Linked DNA regions of Mus musculus: region 2 is linked to region 1. The links are chromatin contacts, called in public promoter capture Hi-C maps. All regions are on one chromosome and are shown on one strand. The core of a region is the stretch at or near the end of the contact, and the rest is flanking DNA. Distances in the headings are between cores, read along the strand shown. Region 1 has its middle 6.6 kb from the start of Eng. Region 2 overlaps Stxbp1 (syntaxin binding protein 1).

What was found. Capture Hi-C pulls out chosen DNA fragments and counts their contacts.
Region 2: a contact with region 1 is called in a promoter capture Hi-C map of liver. The contact joins two enhancer-like sites. A contact is called at or near these places in 4 of 39 promoter capture datasets (the C10 cell line, the HPC-7 cell line, HPC-7-derived erythroid cells and 2 more), 1 of 15 datasets of contacts at CTCF or cohesin (large pre-B cells), 1 of 484 Hi-C or Micro-C datasets (pancreatic cancer cells) and 4 of 9 other capture datasets (adipose tissue, embryonic trunk, liver and 1 more).

The regions. Positions count from the first base shown.
Region 1 is chr2:32,636,851-32,643,198 of GRCm38.p6, reverse strand. No RefSeq gene overlaps it. Among named protein-coding and RNA genes, the nearest start is that of Eng, 6.6 kb to the left of the region's middle. Within about 2 kb of position 4,943, at least 112 of the 459 cell types and tissues checked have an H3K27ac peak or open chromatin away from gene starts, as enhancers often do.
Region 2 is chr2:32,815,461-32,820,959 of GRCm38.p6, reverse strand. Stxbp1 (syntaxin binding protein 1) reads left to right here. Exons shown (of 19, transcript NM_009295.2): 4 at 1,050-1,126; 5 at 2,455-2,533; 6 at 3,571-3,674. Among named protein-coding and RNA genes, the nearest start is that of Gm24165, 14 kb to the left of the region's middle. Within about 2 kb of position 2,954, at least 54 of the 459 cell types and tissues checked have an H3K27ac peak or open chromatin away from gene starts, as enhancers often do.

The DNA.
Region 1 (6,348 bases), core at 3,694-6,193:
GGGTGATAGAGATAGCTCCATGCACCCTGACCACACCTGTGTGAATACACCCCTCACCACAGCCTGTCAAAGCGATCCCTTGGGAGCCTGCCATCTGTTTCCTGCAGAGGCCCTAATCCCAATGTAGATGTTCTCCCGTGGATCCTGTGCAACACTCCAAGAGAGATATGGCCCCTGGCCAGGCCTGTGTCTGGCCCGCACAGTGGGCTCCATCCTCCTCCTGGTGGGGCCTGGAAGGCCTGAGCAGCAGGAAAGGGTAAAGCACGTCTACCTTGGCCCCTGGCCACTGAAGGAATGTCAGGCAGCCCCTAAGGACCCCAAGGCGGCGGTGAGTCTCCAATACAGGCCTGCAGCCAGGGGCCGTTAGTAACAGCAAGGTTAGGTTCGTTTGGGCATGGGGAGGGGAGTGCTAGGCCAGGAGTCTGGGTATCCGACTCTGCCCTGTGCTAGCCAGGGAGCCTAAGGCAAGGCCTTTGACTTTCTGGAGCCTTGGTATCTTTACCTGCTCAATGGGAAGGCAGCCAGCTAGCCCAAGCTAGCCCATGGTGGGGCCCAATATCCAATGCCGCTTCACAGACCATCCTCATTTAACAGTGGGAGAAAGGCCCAGATGTGCAAGGTCACTGGGCTGGAGAGAGGCAAAGGAGGTGCAGGGTTGGATCTGGCGTTGTTTCCTTGTTTCTAGAACCTTCTGTCCTAGTCTCCTCGCTACAATCCATGTCATCTTATTTGTCCCTGGTCCCTCGCGGCCCCCTCCGCAGTCTTTGTGCCTTTCCTTTGCTGTTCACTCTTACTTCCAAATCAGAAGACCCATGTAACCCATGACATCATGTCATAGCTAAGGGACAAGTCACCTGGGGGACTTGGGCTCAGGTAAGGAGGGGACAGGGACAGACCTCTGTGAACTTGTTGGTGCTCTGACCACAAACCACTGGATTTTGGTTCCCACCAACGGGTCCTGACTGGGAAACAAAGTGTATCAGCTTCTTCCTAGACGGAGAGTGAGGGCCAAGTCTCTTCTAGGAACTAGTTACAAGGACAGACCCTCAACTGGGTGGCACAGGCCTGCAGTCATCTAGCACTGATACACAGAAGTGGTTCTCCATGAGGTCAGAGTCAGCCTAGTCCCAAAAAGCCAAGGCAGAAGTGGAGAGATAATTCAGCAGCTAAGAGCCCTTGCTACTACTACAGGGGTCCTGGCGTGCTTCCCAGTGGCTCACATACCTGTAACTCCAAATCTAGAGATCTGACATCCTTTTCTGGCTGCCCTGGGCACCAGACACACACAGGCAAAAAATTATGCAAAATAAAACGATTTTTTTTTCCGAGACAGGGTTTCTCTGTGTCGCCCTGGCTATCCTGGAACTCACTCTCTAGACCAGGCTGGCCTTGAACTCAGAAATCCGCCTGTCTCTGCTTCCCAAGTGTTGGGATTAAAGGAGTGCACCACCACGCCCGGCACAATTTTTAAAAAGAGAAAAAAAAGAAAGGCCAAATTAGGGGGAGTAAGGGATAAAGAGGCTTGCAACCAAGCCTGATGACCCGAGTTTGATCCTCAGAACCTACACGGTGGACAGAATACACTAACTCCTACAAGTTGCCCTCTGATCCTCATATGGGTAACATGGCCTTTACACACACACACACACACACACACACACACACACACACACACACACACACTAATGTTTTTTTAAAAGCCAAACTGGGGGGGCTGGTGAGATGGCTCAGTGGGTAAGAGCACCCGGCTGCTCTTCCAAAGGTCCAGAGTTCAAATCCCAGCAACCACATGGTGGCTCACAACCATCCGCAACAAGATCTGACTCCCTCTTCTGGAGTGTCTGAAGACAGCTACAGTGTACTTACATATATTAATAAATAAATCTTTAAAAAAAAAAAAAAAAAAAAAAAAAAAAAAGCCAAACTGGATCTGGGGAGTAGCTCAGTTGACAGAGTGCCGATGTGAGGAAGCACACATTTGCAGTCCCAGCTCTTAGCCAGTTGAGACAGGAGGATCAGTCGTTCAAGTCCATCCTCAACTACACACTGAGTAGGTTAGCCTTCATGAGGCTTTATTTAAAAAAAAAAAAACAAAACAGAGCCCAAATCACATTCATCGGACAGGCCCGTGCCTTCTCAGTCTCTCCAGGGACTGTTCTGCATGCTTCCCCAGTTCGAGGCTGGAAACTTGTTCCTGGGGACACTGTCACACAGAAAGCTTTCCGTGCCTGGTGGGCACTGGCCCCTCCCCCCTCCCCCCAGGACTCTCACAGCTCAGGGCTCCAGGATGCCTCTGACTGCCTGCACCTACTGCAGGGTTCCAGTCTGCCTCAGTCTGTCACTCTCCCTTGGGCTGCCACTCCATCCAAGCCCTAGCAAGCCTCATCCAGCCCTCTGTAACTGTCCCCTCTGGGAGATCAAGGTCATGTAGCCGCATTCTGCTTCCTTCTTCCTTTGACACAGCCCCATCTCCGCTCTAGGCAGGAAGCCTGTTCAAGTGGAGTCCAGTGGTAGCCTTACTCTGTCCTATAACCAAGACTTCTCAAGCAGCCGACGAGGACCCTTCCCTTCTTTGATCTCCCTTTCCCCCTTGCTCATGCCACCCCAGTGACACTGACTCCAGTGTGTCTTGACCATGCTTACTTCCAGGCCTCTGCACATCCCTTTGTGTCTAGGGAGCACCAGTTTTCCTCCCCTTTGGAGTCTCCTCTCAGAAAGCAAGGCTCCCTCTGACCATCCCTTTTTTTTTTTTTTTTTGAGACAGGGTTCCTCTGTGTAGCCGTGGCTGTCCTAGAACTCACTTTGTAGACCAGGCTGGCCTCGAACTCAGAAATCCGCCTGCCTCTGCCTCCCAAGTGCTGGGATTAAAGGCGTGCACCACCACGCCCAGCTCTGACTGTCCCTTTTAACATTTAATTTTATGTGTATGTGTGTGGACCTATGTGTAGGTATATGTATCATGTGTGTACAGTACCCAAGGATGTGACAAGACCCGTCAGATGCCCCTGGAACTGGAGTTACAAAAGTTTGTGAGCCACCACGTGGTTGCTGGGAGTTGAACTCAGGACCTTAGGAAGAACAGCCAGTGCTCTTAACCACTGAGCCACCTCTCCAGCCCCTGACTGTCTCTTTAACAATGGCCTCTCTTGATGGCTCAGTCTTTAAAAACAGTGGCTGTTCTTCCAAAGGACCATCACCTACATGGCAGCTCAAAGACATCTGTCACTCTAGTTCCAGGGGATCCTATGCCCTCTTCTGGTCTCCTCAGGCACCAGGCATTTATGGTGCACAGATATACACACAGGCAAAACACCCTTACACATAAAAATAAGATACCTCTCTCACATGAACAGCAGGCCTTTGGGCCACTAGCTGATATGGTGTCCTTTCCCATCACAAACAGACACTTCCTTAGGTCAACGGCTATGTTTGTTTCTTTTCCTTTCCTTTCTTTCTTATCTCTTTTTCCTTTTTGGGGGGTGGTGGTTGTGGTGGAGCTGAGAGTGGGGGTGTTGAGACAGAGTTTCTCTGTGTAGCCCTGGCTGCCCCAGAACTCTGTTGACCAAGGTGGCTTTGAACTCATAGAGATCCACGTCTCTGCCTCCCAAGTGCTAGCATTAAAGGCATGTACCACCACACCCAGCTAAATTTGTATTATTTTTAAATTATGTGTAGGTGTGTGTGTGTGTGTGTGTGTGTGTGTGTGTGTGTGTGTGTGTCTGCATGTAATACCCCAGGAGGCCAGAAGCATTGGGTCTCCTGGAGCTGGAGTTATGAATGGTTGTGAACTGCCTGGTGTGGGTGGTGGGAATAGCAGCCATGTTAGACACACTAGAGGGACATGATGGGCCTTGTTACCTGCTTGCACAGTGCCATGTCTCTTAAGTGACAGTCTGAAGCCCCAGAATGTGGGTGCAGAGAGGCATGTGAGCCTAAGGACAGCCTCCCAGAGAGGGGACAATGTCCCCAAAATGCAGCTGGTGCCAGGGGTCAGGCACCCGTGCATTAGAAGAACAGATGCCTTCAAAGTGACCTTCTGTTTCCAATGGCAGGAGCCATGTTCCTGTGGCAACCTGTACCCCAAGATCCGATCACAGTGCGTCTGTAATCCCAGCACTCGGGAGAATTTTAAGTTCCAAGACAGCATGCAATACACAGGGAGAACCTGTCTCGGAACAAAATCAAGAGTGGGTTCTTGCTGGGCAGTGGTGGAAAAGCCCACTTGTGTAGCAGAGGCAAATGGATCTCTATAATTTCTTTTCTTTTTTTTTTTTTTTAAAGATTTATTTATTTATTATATGAAAGTCTGTCTTCAGACACTCCAGAAGAGGGCATCAGGTTTCATTATGGATGGTTGTGAGCCACCATGTGGTTGCTGGGATTTGAACTCGGGACCTTTGGAAGAGCAGTCGGCGCTCTTAACCACTGAGCCATCTCGCCAGTCCCGGATCTCTATAATTTCAAGGCCAATCTGGGCTACAGAACAAGTTCCAGGACAGCCAGAGCTACTGTACAGAGAAATCCCATCTTGGAAAAACAAACAAAAGAAAAAAGAAAGAAAGAAAGAAAGGAAGAAAGAAAGAAAGAAAGAAAAAGAAAGAAAGAAAGAAAGAAAGAAAGAAAGAAAGAGAGAGAGAGAAAGAGAGGAAAAAAAGAAGAAAGTAGATTCTTCCTTCTTAACTCTAAGCAGTTTGAATAAATATATATTTTTTCATATGTACATTAGAACCATCCAGGATTTTTGGGCTCCTGGCAGGTCTCCAGGGACTAAGAGAATCTAAGGCCTGAGAGATAGATGACTTTGACTTGGGGGTAGCGGGGAGGCAGATGAAAGTGTTACTGCTCTGCAATCTAGGTGAAGCTTTACAACCTCTCTGGGCCCACTTCCCCAGCAAGGAAGCCCTGTGTTCACAGTCTGCACATGTTCAGAAGGGCTCCTGGCCCCCAGCCCTCCAAACACCCCCACCGTGGAGCCGCCAGGCCTTCCTGTTTACTCGAGGCCCCTCTCGGGTCTGGGAGGCGACAGCCTTGGCCTCCTCTGCTCCCCACTTCCTTCCTCTCCCACTTCAGTGCCTCCGGCCCAGGCACTCAGGGGGCCCTGAGGCCAAGGCATGGGGGTGCAGTCCAGGGGAGGCATCTGAGGCCACCCCGCCCCCTGCAATGCCTGCCTGCAGCATGCTTTCTCTGACACTCTCTGGGCATAGCAGCATCAATCTTACAAGCTACAGAGAACATTCCCCCCACACTGCAACAAACAGCTGCCTGGAATGTCCCTAGAGACCAGAAGACAATGACAGCATCGGTGACCTTCTGATGCCCACCACACCCCAGTGACGCCAGAGAAGACCCTGCTCCGCACCAGCAGGCTACTGCCTTCCTCTGACCTCTGCTTCAGCCGCTGAAGAGCAGAGCTGGTTTTCCTGAGCTGACGGCAGTGTGACCTGGCGGCCAGCTGCCTGGAAGCCATCACTGCACCTGACCTGCTTTGTTTTTTAATTAGTTTTTTTTTTTTTTTTTTGAGACAAGCTCTCATGTAGCCCAGGCTACCCTCAAACTTCCTATAGGCTCCTAGGTCCTTATATTTCTCCTCCTCCTGCTTCTAAGCTCAAATGCTACAATGACTTGCATGTGCCACCATGTCGAGTTTACACAGCACTGGGGATCAAACCCAGAACTTTGTGTGCTACACAAACATTCAGTCCACTGAACTGTAGCCCCAGCCCTAGCCCTGATTTAAAAAAAAAAAAAAATACTATTTTTATATGTGTGTGTTCATGTACATGAATGTGGGTACTCTTGGAATCCAGAAGGGTTTGGGGTCCCCTGGAGCTGGAGTTAGAGGCAATTGTGAGCCCTCATCCCCTCCTTCCCACATGGGTCCCTGAAACAGAACTTTGGTCCTCTATAAAGGTTCTCTTAGCCATTGAGCCATCTCTCCAGGCACTAGGTCTGGTGTTCCTTCTTGTAGCCCTGGCTGATCTTGCATTCGTGATGTCTTCCTGTCTCAGCCTCCCAAGGGCTGGGTTTACAAGTGTGCAGCGCAATGCCTAGCCAACCGGCTTTCCCCAAGCTCCTTCAGGATTCCGGTATGCTGGAAAAACTGCAGGTCAGACCTTCTTGCCTGGCTGTAAACCCTCCCACGGGCCCTACCTACAAGAACTCCTTGTTCTTAAGGCTCAAACTTGAGCACTTACATCCTCCCTAGCTAGCTGTGGGTATGCAGGAACAGCAGTGCAGAAAGCAGCTTGGACTCCAGGAGAAGCCAGAGGATGACTTGGAAGGAGGAACTTCATCAGGATAGTTGTCCTATTATAGGACCAAGTAAGATGAGAGGCAGAGCAGTCCTCA
Region 2 (5,499 bases), core at 1,705-4,204, 180 kb before region 1:
CCAACCCCCATGTGCACACATGTGCACACATGTACACACACATACACACTAACTCAGTCAATAAACAATTAGAAAAAAAAAGAGGAGATGGTTAGTTGGATATGCTGGCACATGGCTGGAATCTCAACACTCAGCAGTCGAGGATTATCATAAATTCAAGAATGGCCTGGGCTATGTAGTGAGGCTTGGGTTCAGCCTGGGCTATGAGTGACATGCTGTGTATAAAAAAAAAAGAGTAGAATGTTCATGGTACAGCATATCTTACAACAATGGAAACAGGCAGCCTCTTACTGCCCACGGTTACTTCACTGAGTCCAATAAACACAAGTGCCAGAAAGAAAATGGCTAAGGAGATGGGTTAGTCAGTAAAGTGCTGGTTGTATAATTATGTGGGCTAGCCTTGTGTGGCAGCTCACATTTATAATCCCAGCACTCCAGAGGCAGAGGCAGGAAGAGCTCTGAATTCAAGGCCACTCTGGTCTATATTACCTGGTCTGTGTCTGTAAAGAAAATTTGTAAACCAAAGCCCCCGGCCTTGCTTCATCCTGGAGCTGTTAGAAGAAGTGCAGTTATATGAACGATGTGTTTGCAATGCCTATTAGGGGTGCATCCCTCCGTGGCCTGTGGCTCAGTGTACAGAGCTGCCAGTTGAACCTTGAACCATGTGTACCTGGCAAGTGCTCTACACCATGAGCTGTGTCCCCAGCTCAAGAGAGTTGGTGACAGATGAAGCCGTCATGGAATTTGAAAGGAATTCTAGGGGATCGTTTAGATGAGAAGAAACTGAAGGGGCAAAGGGTCTGTCCTGACAGAGTGCAGCCTCTCTCTGAGAACAGCTCAAAAGCTCTTAGTGTAGTTGGGAGGGCCTACTATTGTAGGTTCCACAGTTTCTAATACTGTGGTGAAGTGAAGCAATGGGCTTTATTTCCAGGGAACATGGTGCTTAAAGAAGGGGAAGGGCTCTCTGTAGGTTGTGTGTGCTAGCCTGAGGGCCTGGCCAGATAGCTTCTAGTTCTCTTAATCACTGTGGGCTGTGTGTCTTTGTGTAGTTGTGGAGGATATCAACAAGCGCCGAGAGCCACTCCCCAGCCTGGAGGCCGTGTACCTCATCACCCCATCTGAGAAGGTAAATCCCTGAGTTCCCCGCTCAGGCTGAGACTCTGGGCTTAGGCTCTTTGGCACAGAGCGAGGGCCAGCCATTTCTAGGTTAAGCATGTTGTCAGAAGCAGGGAAAGTGGGGCTCTTATGCAGGGAGAAGTAAGGCATGCATTGAGCCTCAAGAGATGCAGTAGCGGGGCAGAGTGGACAGCCAGAGCTGGGACCCAGTGCCCCTCTCCACTGTCTAGTTCCCTCACGCTCTCCAGTAGATCCACCTCTAAGCTTTGGCGGTTTATGGCTTGTGGCTACTCAAGTTTTTCCACCTTGTTCAGATCAGATTCTTACAGGACCATTTTCCTCCTTTTTGCTGATAGTTTTTGCCAGATGTTTGGTTTTGCTGTTGTTTTTTATTTTTTTTAAAGATTTGTTTATTTATTATATGTAAGTACACTGTAGCTGTCTTCAGACACACCAGAAGAAGGAGTCAGATCTCATTACAGGTGGTTGTGAGCCACCATGTGGTTGCTGGGATTTGAACTCAGGACCTTTGGAAGAGCAGTCAGTGAGTGCTCTTACCCGCTGAGCCAACTCGCCAGCCCTGTTTTTATTTTTGTCAACTTGACACAAGTTAATCTGGGAAAAGGAACTTTGGTTTTGGAAATGCCAGATCATCCACCAGATGATCTGTAGGCAAGTCTGTAGGGCACTTCCTTGCTTGGTGACTGATGTGAGAGGCCCAGCCCAGTGTGGCCAGTGCCACTCCTAGGCCCAAGTGGTCCTGGGTAGTATGTGCTTTCAAAAATAAGCTGAGCGAGAGAGCAAGACAGTCAGCAGTGCTCCTCTGTAGCATCTGCCTAAGCTCCTGCCTCAGGTGTCTGCCCTGCCTTCCCTCAGCAATAGACAGTGATATAGGACTGTGAGCTGACGTAGGCCCTTCCCTTTCCAAGTTGCTTTTGGTCACAGTGTTTAGCTCAGCAATAGAAACCCCAAGGGCTTATTTATTTATTTATTTTTAAAATCCCCTGGTCTTCACATATTGCCTTCACTTTCAAAATCTGGTCTTCAGGTAAGTTTCTGCCAGAACATCCCTATGAATCTTCTCGAAGGTTCTGAACAGTTTTGTGAGTCCAGGTTCCAGTGGCACTGACACTGCCATTCTGGAGTGAACCACATTCTGGAGTAATCTTACCTTTAAGTGCTCAGAGCTGGTTGTGACTAAACACCAGAAGTACTAGAGACACACACTGGAAACCATTGTTGTAGTACAAGCAGCCCAAAACCAGTGGATTTAGTCAGATTTAGGTTGCACTGGCTTCTAAAATTGAATTTAATGTCCCCCTTCCCCCCTATTTACAGTCTGTCCACTCTCTGATCAGTGATTTTAAGGACCCGCCGACTGCTAAATATCGGGCTGCGCATGTGTTCTTCACAGACTGTAAGTACCCCATGGGCTGCTCCTGCTGGCCCAGGTTGGCATTTCTTCACAGTTCCATGGAGGCTGAGCTGGGGCAGGACAGCAGAAGAAATGAGCGGTACTACAGTTACTTAATCTTCTCTCTTCAGCAGATGAACACTGTAAGACACACACACACATGCACAAGTGTATACTCACACACATGCACAGGTATACAACATACATGTGAGTGTATACACACACATACGCACAAGCATATATTCACTCGTGCACAAGTGTACACACACACACATACACACACACGTTGAGTGTATACACACACATGCACAAATGTATAACACTATCAGAAAGAGAAGGAGAAGTAGTAGCAGTTGTTGTCTTTCTGATGAAAGCTAGCCCACCAGGCTCCTCTGGGAGCAGAGGGCTTCCTGCTGAGCACAGTTTCCGGGTGCTCCATTACAAGGCCATTCAGAATTCTCTGGAGCCCGTGGGCTGTTTCTGTGAGGTCTTTGGACCATAACTGTTCCAATGGGCTGGCCCAGAGTTGCCTTTTTGATTTTGTGCTGGGTTGTGTGTGGATAAGTTTTCCGAGTGGAGCAGCCACAGCGACAGAGTGGTAGCCTCGCCACTCTTCTCCCTCGGGGTAACACCCCAACCCCTGCTGAGACTGCAGAAAAGGAATGGAACCCCTCCTGGCACCTCAAGCTGTTTTTCCACCAGGAGCCTCCTGTGCTGGCTCTTGGTTCCATCATCAAATCTGTGTGCTTTCTTCCTCACCCTTTCTCAACGCCTGCTTGTGTGCTCTCCTTTGCCTGGAAGCAGCACCTAGTCTTTATTGGCTTGGGTAGCGCAGTCAGCTGCTGGCTGCTGTGTTGAGGGCCCTGCAGGTACTTTTCCATCTCTGGAACTCATGGACGGGATGCAGGTATTACTAGGTGCCTTTTTAGAATCTGAGTAAAAATAGGTGCAGTGACATCATGGCTGTTGACTGAGCTGGCAGATGAATGGACGGACAGACGGATGGACAGAAACCCCACTGTTTTTTCTCATTCTTGCAGCGTGTCCAGATGCCCTATTTAACGAGCTGGTAAAATCCCGAGCAGCCAAAGTCATCAAGACGCTGACGGAAATCAACATTGCGTTTCTCCCCTATGAGTCCCAGGTGCGGTCTGTTTCTGTGCGGATGTTTATTTAAGGGAAATGGGCTGCCATGGTGTCTGCCCGATGATGTCATCCCTTCACCCGCCCTTACTGACTGCAGTGGTCTCCGTGCTGCCCAAGCACCACCGAGCACTGCCCACTCCTCTTCACTGACTCCTTGAATAACCAAAGTAGCTTGTTCCTAAAAGGGGACGAGGAGGAAGGGCAGACTCTAGAGCACCCATCTGCTGCATAGGAGGCTGTTTTTATTGGCAGTTACCCCAGCTTGTCATGTGCTGAGAGCAGATGGTCACCTCCATCATAAGCTGTTAGCACTTCATCCACCCTTACCCGGAGGTTCCAACAGCAACTCCCCGTGGAAAAAAATATAAAGCTTTTATCTCCACAAAGGTAAAGCTGATTGAGAGAATATATGAAATTTATTTGAGTATGTTAGAGCTTATCCAAATGTTTTCTCTTGGCAGAAGGAACCAAAAACCATAGGATTTGTATGTGTTCTGTGGTATTGAAAGATATATATGGATCTTTATAGATGAGCTCCTAACACTGTGGGGTAGCCTATTGTTAGGCAGGGGCTGGATGGAGCTTGGGTGGTAGAGTGCTTCTCTAGAAGGCGCAAAGCCAGCTGCAGTTGGGCTTTATAAACTGAGTGTGGTGGCAAGCCTGTATTCCTAGCACTTGGAAGGTGCGTAGAGGCAGGAGGATCAGGAGTTCAAGGCTGTCCTCAGTTATAACAAGTTAGAGGTGAAGCTGGGCTATATGACACCCTGTCCAAAAAAAAAAAAAAAAAAAAAAAAAAAAAAAGAAAAGAAAAGAAAAGAAAGAAAAGAAAGAAAAGAAAAGGGAAATAGGGTGGGGAGGAGAGGAAAGAGAAAAAGAGAGGGGACAGGTACAATGTGAACATCAGAGCTGGCTCAGTGCCTTTTTGCTTGCCCTGAAACCTGTCTCCCCCTGGAGAGCCGAATATGCTTACCTGCTTCTCTATACCCCAGCATCGCCTAAGTAAACGCAGTCCAGGGTTAGCACATAAAAGCATTATTTTTCAGAAAGCATGAGAAAGTAGGAAGTTTAAAAATCAGTTTTTACCAGGCACACCTTTTGTCCCAGCACTTGGGAGACAGAGGCAGGCAGATCTCTGTGAGTTTGAGGCCAGCCTGGTCTACAGAGTGAGTTCTAGGCCAGCCAGGGATGTGTAGAGAAACCCTGTCTCAAAAATAAAACTAAATAAATAATACATACATACATACATACATACATACATACATACATACAAATCACGTTTTAAGTTGAACTTGTTCTCAACCCTGTAACCCAGCACTTAGGATTCTGAGGTCAGAGAAGTACCTCAAATCTAATACGAGCCTGGGCTAAGTTGTGAGTTTCAGGTCAGCCTGAAGGACAGAGTAAGGCCTTGTCTCCATCATCACCACCACCACTTTCACAGGGAGGTGCAGGTAGTTTAACAAGTGAGAACTTGAGAGAATCCTGAGAGTTGGTTGGCTTCATCTTAAAGAGAGAGTCGAACTTCCACAGCCCTTTACAGAAAGGGGTGGGAGGAGGAGGAGGAGGAGAGTACTTAGAGCAGTTTGCTGGAGACAGGATATCATTAAACCTATAAAAAGCTCCCTTATTTGCCCACAGTTGTGGCACAATCTCCAGATCATGCGTTGTTTATTGAAAGCAAACTCAGACTGGCCTATGAACACTTGCACTGCTCTCCAGCATCGCTCACAGGACACGCTAGGTGCACACACCACACCCTAAGTAAGATCTTGGGCTTCACCCTTCCCTTCTCGAGCCTTCTGCTGGCAGCAAACACCTCACCT